Linked DNA regions of Mus musculus: all the other regions are linked to region 3. Evidence: chromatin contacts called from public promoter capture Hi-C data. All regions are on one chromosome and are shown on one strand. Each heading gives the region's core, a stretch centred on a gene start, on an enhancer-like site or on the middle of the called end of the contact. The rest is flanking DNA. Distances are from core to core; before and after follow the strand shown.

Region 1 (4,202 bases), core at 1,548-4,047, 130 kb after region 3:
CCGGTGGTGCTGTGATGGCTCTCCTTCCCTTTGCTCATTGTCCTGGAGTGATGCCGCCCTCTGCACTGATTAATTCCTGGTCTTGGGGCCAGTCTCAGGGGAAGTTGGGTAGGGGAGGTCCCTCCTGCCCTGAGTGCAGCTGGACTGTACAAAACACTCCAAGGGCCCATGGCCACTCAGTGCAAGGAGAGGAGAGGTCTCAGAGGTCTAACGAGTTCAAAAACTCATGGCATTGTAGGGCAGGGTGGTGGGCCACAGTAAGAATACTGTAAAAAACAGGCCCTACCACCCTTACCTACTCATGCCAGGGGAATTCATACCTGCCTAGAGGCCTGAGGCCCTTGCAGGTGGTAAGGTAAATCAGCATCATCCCAGCCTAGCCGTGGGATTGATGTCTGTCTAGCCTGGAAGAGGGGCACTAGGTGACCCCTCCCCTGCTGTTGTAAATACTGTAATTATTGGAGAATTTAAATTATTCTCATTTGTAACTGCGTTTCCGGGTCGCGCCAGAGTCATTTGGTACTAAAAAAAGAAAAAGAAAAAAAAAAAAGAAAAGAATGGAGCTTGTCTCTACTTCCTTTCCTTTTCCCATAGAACTCCCCCTACCTTTCAAACTGGTTTGTATTTATTTCAAAGGAAGAAAATATATTGATTCTTAGAAAATAAAGTCTATTTAGAATTCTTTCTTCTTGCCTTCTACTAGGACAGAGGGATTCCGAGGGAGAGCTTTGTGCCTCATACTTGGGATGTACTTTGTGCCCAAAGGGTTGCTGATGACTGTGCACGGCAGTCATAAGACATATAAGCAAGCTAGATAGAGTAGTAGCACGGTCCTGTAATCCCAGGACGTGAGGTGCTGAGGCAGGAGAATTGCCATGAGTTCAAAGGGGAGGCAGAATAACATAACAAGAACCCGTCTTTGAAAAGTTTGAATAGCAAAGCTAAGTAAGAGCTCACATGTCCTATGTACTCTCAGGCACTGCCCTAAGTACCTAGAAATACATAAATTGTGTCTAATCCCTGCAATAACTATGGATGGCTAATAATACGCAGCTATCTCCACAGTGACAGGACCATACTAAGTACCTTTAGATATACTGTTGTGCAATCTTTACAGTAATTATGGGGTGTGTTAATTACAGGTTGTTTACCTCAGATGCTAAGGTTTAGAAAAATTAACTCGCCAAAGTTCCTACAACTAAGAAGTTGGAGAGCTAGGACTTAAACCCAGGTCTCTTTGTCTGGAAAGGTGTCTTTTCAGCTAGCACCTAAGACCAGATGAGTCCATTACTGCCATCTTATGGGATTCAGTTGCTTCAAGTCCTTTGTTAGGACTGTAGCTGAAGGGCTTCAGACACTTCAGTTGAAAACAAAGTAGGTGTGTACCAGCCTGTTAATGCACATGCAACCTTGGCGTTTTTCCTAACTTAAAGTCTTGTTGGAGAGAATGCCTTCTCAGTGCCAGGCACCTGTAAGGTGACATGCCTTTAGATGAGGTAATCACAGTAAAACATGGATGCTGAGAGCCTTACAGCTACTGCTTAATGAAACTGAGACAAAAGACCCAGTTTGTTTGATGTTGGTTAATAGTGTTCTAGCAGGTGTGCTGTGCCTTTCTGTAGACACACACACACACACACTAATCAGCATCCAGCCCTGCCCTTGAGTCTGTAGTCCAATAATTTAGGCACAACCCGAAAATTTCTCTGCTTGATGGAAAATGCCCTAGTGTGTCAAACTAGTGTCCGAAGTTCATGTTTCTTTCTTTCTTTTTTTCTTTTCTTTTTTTGTTTGTTTTTGGAGACAGGGTTTCTCTGTGTTGCCCTGGCTGTCCTAGAACTCACTCTGTAGACCAGGCTGGCCTCAAACTCAGAAATCTGCCTGCCTCTGCCTCCCAAAGTGCTGGGATTAAAGTCATGCGCCATAACTGCCCGGCTGAAGTTCATATTTCTTAGCCTAAGCATTCTTTTTTTGTCTTAAAAAATTATAAATGATATAGTCCTTTTTGGAACAAGGTGGCTGGTGCTGGTTGTGTTGGTCCCTTAGGCTGCCTAGAGCCACACACTGGCATTTGGACGGAGTGAACTCCAAAGAAAGCCCATCTCTCCACGCTCGGACTGGAGCGGGTAGCTGTGCCGCAGGCTGTAGCCAGGGCGAGCAAACCTGAGACTGGCCTCTGAAGCCTGGGAAGCCCGAGATGGCGCATTCGGGGCCTCCTGACAAGACGTGGAGGGGACAGCGCTGAAAAATCACTGCCTCAGAAGAGGCTCGGTGGAGAAAGGCTTGAGCAGGGGAGGATGAGATTCTTTCGGTTTATTTCTTGAGACAGAGTCTCGCCATGAAGCCCAGCCTAGTTAAGCTTCAAACGTGCCTCCCGCCTCTGCCTACCGAGTTCTGGGACGACCGGTGTGTACCACTACGCCCCGCAATGATGTGGCTCCAGTGCGGGCCAGCACGAGAAGTTGCAGGCAGGCCCTGAGATTGCACCGAAAGCCCTGAAATGGCAGAGCCGGGTCTCTGGCAGCCAATCGCCAAGCAGCGAGGCCAGCAGGCCAACCGCTCCCACCTCACAGGCCCGCCCACTCCGGCACTCCCGAGTTCTCATTGGTGCTTCGTACTTTCTTCTCGGATTGGCTACCTCTAGGGTCAAATAAGCGGGAGCAAGGATCTACTTCCGGTGGGAGTAAACTGGGACCCGGAAGAACCATACTGGCGCGCCTTTCCAAACCTCGAGGGCTGCGCAGGAGGAGGAGGCGCGCGCCGGGAGGTCCTGGGGGCGGGGCCACGTCCGGAGGAAGAGGCGGGGCGTGCTGCACGGGAGAGCGGAGTGGGGCGTTTAGGGGTTTGGTGGTGTGCGAGAGGCTTTCCTACGAGGAGAGGGAAATTCATTCAACAGGGACTCAAATTAAAATTACACCGGACCCATAAGCTAGGACCCACGGTGCTACACTCCCGGTGTGTGTGGTCACTTGTGTGCGAGGCTTTAGGACTTGGGAAAGTCGAGTTCTGATTGGACAGTGCCGTAATGGGCTGGGGCTGCTAGCCGAATGTTATTCCGTTCCTGGCTGCCTAGCAGCATGAGACATCGCACCCTAAGCTCCAGCCCGGCCCTCTGGGCCTCTATCCCGTGTCCACGCTCTGAGCTGCGTCTGGACTTGGTTTTAGCTTCTGGACAGTCCTTCCGGTGAGTGACTGCACTTGGGAGGACTGTTCCCTAGGATGTTGACTTCTCAGTGCTGCCCACTCGGGATACAGAGAATGTTGGGAGCAATAGATGAGAGTACATTTTGGAGTCTAAGCACCGGTGGTTTGCCTTTTAACCTTCTTTAGGAAGTAGAGGTGATGACTGTGCAGGATTATGAGGACCATGCAATAAAAATCAGTGGGGGAAGCTGAGGGATGCACTCAGTAATAAGAGTGCTTGCTTTTCACGCACTTGGCTCTTGGTTCAATCCCCAGTACCGCTTCTTTTTTATTTTTAAGATGAAAACTACACCGGGGGTGGTGGCACACGCCTTTAATCCCAGCACTCGGGAGGCAGAGGCAGGTGGATTTCTGAGTTTGAGGCCAGCCTGGTCTACAAAGTGAGTTCCAGGACAGCCAGGGCTATACAGAGAAACCCTGTCTCGAAAAAACAAACAAACAAAAAGATGAAAACTAGCGGGGGGGGGGGGGGGGGCGGCTGGAGAGATGGCTCAGTGGTTAAGAGCACTGACTGCTCTTTTGGAGGTCCTGAGTTTAATTCCAAGCAACCATATGGTGGCTCACAACCATCCATAATGAGATCTGATGCCCTGTTCTGGTGTGTCTGAAGACAGGGACAGTGTCCTTACATATAAATAAATAAATAAATAAATAAATCTTAAAAAAGAAAGAAAGAAAGAAAACTAGCCGGGCAGTGGTGGCACATGCCTTTAATCCCAGCACTTGGCAGGCAGAGGCAGGCAGATTTCTGAGTTTGAGGCCAGCCTGGTCTACAGAGTGAGTTCCAGGTCAGCCAGGGCTACACAGAGAAACCCTGTCTCGGGGAAAAAGAAAGAAAAGAAAGAAAGAAAAAGAAAGAAGACATACCACTTTTATTTATAACTAATTAGTCAGTTTACAGGTGGGACATTTGTAAAACAGAAAGGACCTTAACGAGTTCAAGATGGGTAACGATGCTAGGGTTGTCTGTTGGGGTGCCCAGGTGGAAGGAGCAGAGC
Region 2 (4,662 bases), core at 823-3,322, 150 kb after region 3:
CCCCATCCTGAGACTCACGTGCCCAGAACATCTCTGAAGTCATAAATATCCCTAATGTCTTCCGCCTGCTTCCACCTGGGGCCTTCCACTGCCCCTGGCATGGCCCACTGCCCCCCAGCCACAGCCAGGGCTCCTAGGAAGGAAATGGAGAGAAAGAGATTCAGAGGGCCTATCCTCTCTGAGAATCTACTGCATGCCCCATGAGCAGGCAGCATGAGTTCATTCATTCCTGGATCTGTTCATTAGCAACAGGCATTCAGCCTCCCCCATCATATGTTCACTCAGCATGTTTGCAAAAGATCATTTCTAGTAGTGAAATTCTCGGTATCTGTGCATTCCTTCAATTCTTCATTCTCCATTTTGCCCCAGTCTTTTTCTCAATCCTAACACCCAAGGAAACCTCCCCCTCAAGGAAGATAGCACATGAGACCCCAGAGCAGCATAGATGGCGCCCTAGAGGGCCCCTTCCTCCTCCTCCTCCTCCTCCTCCTCCTCCTCCTCCTCCGCCTCCTCCTCCTCCTCCTTGCCACCCTAGCCTCTCGGAAATCAGGTTTCCGGCAGCCTGGGCTTCCAGCAATATCTCAGCCACGTTTTTAAATAGCTCCTTCTCACTGTTACCAAGGCAACATCAGCCACAGCTGGAACTCCCCAGACCTAGCCCTCCTGACTCCCTGTCTGTGTCCCAGCAGCCGGAAAACTGATCTCACCTGTCTGTCCCCTCCTGGAGGGGACCTATCTTGGACCTTTCCCTAGACAGCTCTGTGTCATCTTACAAGAAAGGGTGGGTTCTCTCCCCATGTATCATGTGAGAAATCTCGGAAACTGAGGTTGGAGATGGATAGAATGAGTCCAGAGTTGCCCAAGAGAGTCCCAGCTAAGCTTGCTAAGGACAAAGGGTGTCATGTGTTGGTCCAGTAGGAGACTACTAGACTGGGGGAATCATTCAGAAAAGTCAACATCTCAGAATCAACTGAGTTTGAAGCCAGAACAGAGCCCCTCATGCCCTAGAGCTCTGGGAAAGCAACCTCCTGGTTCCTTTGGGAAGAATGAAGAGAAGGCACCCTGACCAGAACTGAGAGTCCACTCCTTGAGTGGGACCTTGTTCCCAGAGCATTGGCCAGCATCCCAGGTTTTCTGATGAAAGAGGCAATGGTAAATCCATGTAAAGTCAAACCCACATGGATGCCAGCACTAATGACCCTCACAGTTCCACACCCTGCAGCAGACACCACTCCACATCAGCAGTACATGAATCTTGAGTCCAGACACCTTCCTGCTAGATCCATCACACTGCACACCACGTCACCTGGTTGTGCACATATGCCCAGCATCAACACACGTTCATATACACCACTCACACCTACCTGTCCATCCAAAACACCCAGACCCTACACTGCAGTACTGATTCCATGCACACACGAACAAGGTGGCATCCGTTCCCACATACCAGACATAGCAACTTAGTCCTGTCTATGCCCTCCAACTCCTCAGCCCAGAGCCCTACACAGCAAACCAAGCCTTAACAATCTGCCTAACTAAACCCCCTCAGAGGAAGACCAAACCTCCCCTGAACTCTACCCCGCAAGCCAGACAGCAGTGTGTGTGTATCCTTGAACACCATATGCAACAACAAAAATGAATTCCCAGATACCTTTACACAACTGAAGCACATTCCTGCTTCAGGGAACCCCTCACATGCCCTCCCCGATCTACTCTTCCAAATGCCCACGCCCTTCCATGGTCAGGCCTAGCGCTTGGACATACACCACACACACACAGACCCTTCCCCACCCTTTTCTGATATCCAGGCAATATCCATGGAGGTCACCTAGCACCTAAAGGGCCTGGGACGGGAGGTGGGAGAGAAAGGCCCAGCCCTGTTCCGTCTGTCTGTCCAGGGGCCAGGCGCCCCTCCCACCCTTGGGCTTCAGTATCTTGTGGCTGGAGCGCCCCGCTGCACAGAGCCGGGGCAACCCTCAGTTGTACCTGCGGCTGCCCCGCCTCGGGGCTGGCTGCGAGGGCCGAGGTGGCTGGTGCGGAGCTCCCGCCGCGTCTGTGCCTGGTCAGTTTGCCTGCTCAGTCGCTGGCGCTCGGCTGGGGCTCGGCTCCCTCGGCCCGCCTGCGGCTCTGATGTCAATGGAGGAGGAGCCTGCGGCAGAGGACCTGGGGACTAGGGACGAGCACTCTCGGACTGGAGAAGTGGGCCCAGTTGTTCTGTTACAGGCCCTATAGCATGCTTATGTGCCCTTTGGTCGTCAGCAGGAGACAAGTGAGAGCCACAGATGGTCTTGAAATCAGCACTTAGTTAGAAGCAGATGATTTTTGAACCAATATTTATGAGATGCCAGAGGCTGGCCAGCTTGAACCTGGCATTGTTTTCAAAACAGTTCTGGGACCTGCCTTAGAGTTCTTAGTCTCCTTCTCCTCCTCTCCTCACCTTCCATTTAAAAGGAGCTGGACCTATGCAAGACTCAGAAGACTAGTAAGGGGCTGATGAAAAGCTGTAAGGTCCCATTTAATAGGCAGATAAACTGAGGACCTACACCAGCAAAACAGAGCTAAGGCTTCTATCCCACACACTTTCAGGTACTGCTCAAAGAGACTAGGGAAGAGAAGTGGAAGGGGGAGATGCAGTTAAATCTGGATCCTTAAGGAAGCAAGCCAAAGAGGACCAAAGTGCCATGTGACCGTGGCTGGGAGCCAGGGTGGGGAGGGTGGAGCATATCCCTTCCTGGGGCTCTAGGCTTGGGGCCAAGGGACCTGACCCGACTTGGTTTATGCAAGGCTCTTTGGGACTAAATTGAGCTCAGACTAGAAGGGGAATCAACTGGCAGGAATTAGAGGTAGGTCTGCCCTGGAGCCAGGCAAAGGACGCAACCTGGCCTGTCTAGGGCAGCTCTCCCTCCTGAGTTCAACCTCTGTTTCTCCCAGTTTGGCCCTCCTCTGTCCTGGAGTGGTCAGGCCTCAGAAGACTAAGCTAAGATGCTAGAAAGGTTTTGAAGTCAACCACCTCCCTTTCTGCTCTCCCTTTCTGAGCCTCAGTTTCTTCCCTGAGACATGGACTTATTAACGACTGACTCTAAGTTTTCTTGAGAGTTCTGTGTAGTGGGTGTGCAAGTACTTAGAACACTAGTTCAAAACAAGCTGGTGTGGTGTCTGACACAATCTTAGCACTTCAGAAGCAGAGATAGGTGCATTGTGAAATGTTCTAAGCAAGCCGGTGGTGAGGTTCTCCTTCAAGGGGAGGAGGAAGAAAAGACAAAACAGGAGGATTCGGGGATGGTTCAGTGGGCGAGCGGCTCAAGGACAAGACCTGAGTTCAAATACTCAGAGCCTGTGTAAGAAGCTGGAGGGGGCTGTGTGCCTCTGTAACCCCAGAACTGAGGGGGAGCATGCCACCAGCCTAGCCCCAGGTTCAGAGAGGGGTGCTGTACAAGGGAGTAAGGTGGGGAGTGATAGATCAAGACATTTGACATCCTCCTCTGGCTGCCATAGACTTGCACACTCACATACACAAGTACATAAACAAAACAAAGTAAAACATGAGAAAAAGATTTCATATAAACCAGGGCTCACAGGAAAAGCAAGATTTGACGAGGGTCAGAGACTAAGAGGTGTTTTCTTCCCTCACATCTCAGAATCTCAGATTCCTAACCCACTTCTGACCTAGGACCACACCTCTAGTCTCCTCACCACCCATTCAACATACTATTGAGCCAGGGAGTTGTGTCAGTACAGTTTTGTGTTTATCTCTATGACAACACTACTGGGTGATAGTGTCCCTCTGAAGACTAGTACAACTTTTTAAAAAGATTTCTTTACTTTTTTATTTATGTATGTGACCCTGCCATTTTATATGTGAACCGTGCTCACGCAGGAGCCCTTGAAAGCTGGGAGAGTGTATCTGATCATCTGAAACAGGAATTACAAGTGATTGTGAGCCACCGCGTGGGTTACTGAAAACCAAACCTGGATCCTCTGCAAGAGCAGCAACTGCTCTTAACTACTGAGCCACCTGGCCAGTCTCTGCTTACACACCTTTTCTGGTCTTACTCTTTGCATGCTTTTAAAGCTTTTCTGGGGGCATTCAGGTATTCTCACTTTTAGAAAGTCTGTGTGTGTGTGTGTGTGTGTGTGTGTGTGTGTGTGTGTGTGTGTGTGAGAGAGAGAGAGAGAGAGAGAGAGAGAGAGAGAGAGTATGAGACTGTGTGAATGTGTGTGTGTGTGAGAGAGAGAGAGTGTATGAGACTGTGTGAATGTGTGTGTGTGTGTGAGAGAGAGAGAGAGAGAGTGTATGAGACTGTGTGAATGTGTGTGAGAGTGTGTGAGTGTGTGTGTGTGAGAGAGAGAGTGTGTGTGTGAGTGTGTGAGAGAGAGAGAGTGTGTGTGAGTGTGTGTGTGTTTGTGTGTGTGTGTGTCTATGCCTATACATGCCGAGACCAGAGGACAACTTCAGGAGTTGATTCTCTCCTTTTACCATTTCCGTTTTTTCCAGAGATTAAAGGTCAAATTAAGTTCGCCAAGTTTGATACCAGGTGCCTTTAACTCTTAATCCATCTTGCCAGCCCTCACTTTTTCTAACCTTTGTTTTTTTACTTAGTTTATAGATTTTTTTTTTTTGTTTTTTGTTTTTCTTTTTTTGTTGTTTTTTTATTAGGTATT
Region 3 (4,146 bases), core at 502-3,001:
CAATTCTAAAGATTGTCCCCTGCCCTAAGGTGGCTCTCTGTTGTTGAATGTTCTCCCCAGTAGCTGCTGAGAGCTGGCCTGAAGTGTCTCAATACAGAGAAGAGGAATTTAGCCCTGACTCTTCCAAGAAAGAGCTCCCATCTTTAGCATCTTTGCTAAGGGTCCTGCGCCCACTCCTCCCCTACCTGCCAGGAGCTGCATCCAGGCGCAGATCTTGTAGACAGTAGCAGTGTTGCAGAAGAAGAAAAGAGCGAAGCAGGTGATGCAGCCGAGAATCAGCACCATGGAAAGCAACACGAAGAAGGCGGCCGCCTTGAAGGCGCTGGACGGGATGGTGCTGAAGTCGGTGAAAGAGCCCCGGCAGGTGAGCTCGCGGCCCGCTAGCCCGCTGCCCACGCAGTAGTGGAAGAGGCCGAAGTAGCCAGGCTTGGGAGTGCTCACGCTGTCGCCTACCCAGTAGGGCTGGATGAAGACCACCACGTTGATGATGGCGAAGCAGATGGTGAAGATGGCCCATAGCACGCCGATGGCCCGCGAGTTCCGCATGTAGTGCTCATGGTAGAGCTTGGAGGCTTCCTGCGAGGGCAGCATGGTGCCCGGGGGCGGGGCCGGCGGCAGCGGCTGACAGGGGGCCGCCGGCCCAGGACTGACCACCGGCCGCGGGGCGGGAGCTGGGGACGCACGCGAGAAGCAGCCCTGAGTCTAGGAACTCGCAAGGGCGGGGCCTGAGGCGGAGCTGGGAACCTGGGGGCTGACTGGGGAGCTAGGAGGGGGTCATGACAGTGTTGGGGCGGCGACTTGAAGGCCTCCTATTGGGGGGCCTGAGAAGGAGTCATGGGAAAGTTGGGGGGGGGATGGGATGAGGACATGGGATCTGGAAGTAGGGGGGTGCCAGAAAGTGCTCGTGGGGGAGTTCAAGAGGGGGCTTGGGAACTGGTGCTGGATTAAGAAGGGGACGTGGGGAGATGTAATGAAAGATGGAGATCAATATTGGAGCATTAACAAGCACCGAATAGAGAGAGCTGGGAAGGGCATATTGGAGCTGTTATTAGGGGTAGTGGGTCTGGGACTGGGTGTCTAAAGGGGATCTGAAAGAGGATAGACGCTTCTCTATAAGGAAGAGAAGAGGTTGTCAGGGGCTGGTACTGAGGGCACGAGGAAGGTTACAGTAGGGCCAGGCAGAAGACTGGAGCTGGTACCCAGGGCTAAGTGTTGGAATCAGGATGAGGCTAGCGTGGAATCAGGGGCTGACACTGCAGGGTCTGCACTTGTGGCGGGGATTGGGGGGCGGGGATAGGGGGGGCTCCTTAGAAGCCGGGGCTGAATGTCGGCTGCGGGGGGGTAGTGTAGGATTGGCGGGCCAGGGCCGAGGAGAGTGGCTTTCCAGGCCAAGGGAACAGGCGATCGAGGCCAGCGGGCAGTCTGGGCCTGGAGGGGCGGGCGGTGGGCAGGGGCCGTGCCTGGCGCGGGGGAGCCGCTGGGCCCGGGTAGGGCCAGAGCTGGGGGGGGGGGGGCTGCCCCGCGCCCAGGCCGGACACGCGCGGAGGCTGCGGCCGCGGAGAAGGGATGTGGGAAGACCAACCTGGGCCGAGTCGGGACGGCTGATCCGGGACCGGCAGGGCTCAAGCTCCGGTGCTCGATGCTCCTAACAGCGGTTGCCTTGGCCCAGGCGGCGTCCTCTGCGCGGCCTCCATCTTGCTCCGGCTCTCCCCGGGGCGCGCTCCCGCGCCGAGGCGCGCGCTCCCGGGCACTGGCGCGGCGCGGCCGGGGCGCGTTCCCGCGCGGGCGTAAAGAACTGAGAGGAATGGAAGGGGGGCGGGGGAGGAGGAGGGAAAGGGGCCCTCCAGGTTCTGACAGTCAGAGGTACGGTCAGGCACGGTGACCCTGAGGTCCCTCAGCCAGAAACATAGCCTCTACCCCAGCCCCGGCTTCAGGCCTCCTGACTACTGGGACTCCCTTCGGTCAACCTGAGTTGTGGGGTTCCAGCTCCCCACAAAGCCCGTGGAAATGGGGGAAGGAACGAAATGAGGATTATTGATAGACGTTGAACTCAATCTCTTGATTCCTGATTACCCCCTACCATCTATGACAATGCCTCCAGTCTCTCCATTCTGCTTCCACGCCTTTGCGTCTTAGAGGCGTTGAAGGTTTTCAGAGTCTCCTAGGAAACTGTCAACACCCCCCTGGGAGAGGGAAACTCCTAAACTGTTAACACCCCACGCCAGCCTTGGGGATTCCTTGGCCCACAGAACAAGGAGATGGAGCCAGGGAACAAGACCCAGGCTGAGTACCAAAACCAGGAGGGAAAGGGGCTGGCAAGCTGGTTTTTCCTTTACATCCTCCCCCGTGCCCAAGTCGATGCAAGCCATGAAGTCTGAACATCATGAAGATCTAAACAACAACGCCTCAAAGTCAAGGGTGGTGATTAGGCCAAAGAACACCCTCAGGGGCACTCCTGGGAGGCAGCTTGACTCAGTCATTGCTTAGCCTTTGAAACCCAGACAAACTAACACTAACCTTGAACTTGAGCTATCGGGACCTGTTTCCTTATCTGTAAAGTGGACAAATTATGCCCCATTTTATAGAGGTGTGTGTGTGTGTGTGTGTGTGTGTGTGTGTGTGTGTGTGTGTGTGTGTGCTCGAGCACGCACATGTTAGTGGATCCCAAACACTGGACCACACAGAGAAGTATGTTTGTTGAAACTCATATCTATATGCAAAAACTCATGTCATATTTTTAAATGTCTTTTTCCAGTGAAATAAGAAACTGTTCTTTTGGTCTTTGGGTTTTTTTTTTTTTTTTGGTTCTCCTTTTTGTTTTTTGTTTTTGTTTTCTGATTATGTATTTTGTAAAAGTCTGCTTTATTTGGGGAGAGTATGCTAAGTAGTTCTAGCTGGCCTAGAACTCACTGTGTTAAGACCAGGGTAGCCTTGAACATGCAGGAATCCTCCTGCTTCTATCCGAGTGCTGAAATCGCAGGCATGCACCAACAAGCTTGTTTTGTGTCTGTTTTGTACGTTTCTGGAGATCAAACCAGGAGAGCATTCTACTAACAGAGCGACATCCTAGATCAACATTTTCAACTTTTAAGAAATGGTGGTAACAGGGTGGGGTTGTGGGTGGGTTTGTTGTTGTTTGATGTCTTTATAAGAAACAGGCGTTTGAATCCCAGATTATAAAGGGAGAATGGACCTAGCAAATTCCACAACTTGAGACCTCAGGTCCATGTGAATTCACCATCCCCAGGAACGGAGTACTGGCATGAACTTGGCTTCTCTTTCCACTCTCTTTGAAGGAGCCTTCCTTTCCACCTGCCAAGGATCCTGTGGTCCTGGAAGCATGAGCAGAAGGGATGGGGCAAGCAATCTCCTCCAATACCTCTTCCCATTTTGCAGATGGGGATAGAAGCCAAGGAAGACATGCCATGGAAGAAGACAACTGCCCTGTCAACCTGTCACAAACCATCTCGCCCATCTAATAAGCAGGGATGAGCCCCCTGAAGGGTGGCACTCCAATGCGGGGTACTGGAGTCAAGAGGACTCGGGAGACGGAAGATGTAAGAAGACAGAGGGGTCCTGCTGCAGATGCTTCCAGTTTGGGTGATTTCCAAGCAATCTCCTGCCCTGTTCCCTGCTTTGTCTTAAATTATTCTTTTCCTAGCCTGCTGAGCCACGCTGAGCCATCCAGAAGAAAAGGACATCAAAGATTCACTGCGAGTTCCTGCAAGGCTGGGTCTTGGTTTCCCTCTCTAGAGCAGAGGCTCTCAGTGAAGTTCTGTCCACACCGCTTTGACAATAGTGCATTGGCCCCATTGATCCCTTCTCACCCAGTTCCCGGATTGATCCTGGGGTAGGCCAGTAAATTTTGTTTCTGCTTAAGCCAGTTTCCCTTATGTTTTGTTGTTGTTTCCAATCTAAATAGTCTTAAATAATTCATCTGCACTTCTCTAAAAGAGATAGTAGGAGCTTATATATTGATTTAGTTATTTGCTGAGACAGGGTTTCCTGTAACCCAGGCTGGCATCGAACTCAAAACATAACTGAAGATGACTTCAGACTTCTGGTCCTCCTGCTTCCACATTCCAAGTGCTGGGATTGTAGGCATGCATTAACCAGCTTCAGTGGGCTTTTGCTTGATTTTTTTTT

The links. Promoter capture Hi-C pulls out the DNA fragments that hold promoters and counts their contacts. Capture Hi-C pulls out chosen DNA fragments and counts their contacts.
Region 1: a contact with region 3 is called in a promoter capture Hi-C map of neural stem cells. The contact joins the promoter of Ogg1 here to the promoter of Lhfpl4 in region 3. A contact is called at or near these places in 3 of 39 promoter capture datasets (the C10 cell line, hippocampal neurons and neural stem cells), 1 of 484 Hi-C or Micro-C datasets (embryonic stem cells), 1 of 115 datasets of contacts at active chromatin or transcription factors (embryonic stem cells) and 3 of 9 other capture datasets (adipose tissue, liver and pancreatic islet).
Region 2: a contact with region 3 is called in a promoter capture Hi-C map of liver. The contact joins the promoter of Camk1 here to the promoter of Lhfpl4 in region 3. A contact is called at or near these places in 4 of 39 promoter capture datasets (the C10 cell line, embryonic stem cells and hippocampal neurons), 2 of 115 datasets of contacts at active chromatin or transcription factors (embryonic stem cells and pancreatic cancer cells) and 3 of 9 other capture datasets (liver, macrophages and pancreatic islet).

What each region holds. Positions count from the first base shown.
Region 1 is chr6:113,324,179-113,328,380 of GRCm38.p6, forward strand. Ogg1 (8-oxoguanine DNA-glycosylase 1) reads left to right here and starts at 2,798. Exons shown (of 7, transcript NM_010957.4): 1 at 2,798-3,184; 2 at 4,187-4,202. The coding sequence starts at 3,048. It overlaps Brpf1 (bromodomain and PHD finger containing, 1), which reads left to right. Exons shown (of 13, transcript NM_030178.2): 13 at 1-684.
Region 2 is chr6:113,341,850-113,346,511 of GRCm38.p6, forward strand. Camk1 (calcium/calmodulin-dependent protein kinase I) reads right to left here and starts at 2,073. Exons shown (of 12, transcript NM_133926.2): 1 at 1,987-2,073; 2 at 19-133. The coding sequence starts at 101.
Region 3 is chr6:113,193,633-113,197,778 of GRCm38.p6, forward strand. Lhfpl4 (lipoma HMGIC fusion partner-like protein 4) reads right to left here and starts at 1,752. Exons shown (of 4, transcript NM_177763.3): 1 at 1,583-1,752; 2 at 186-671. The coding sequence starts at 591.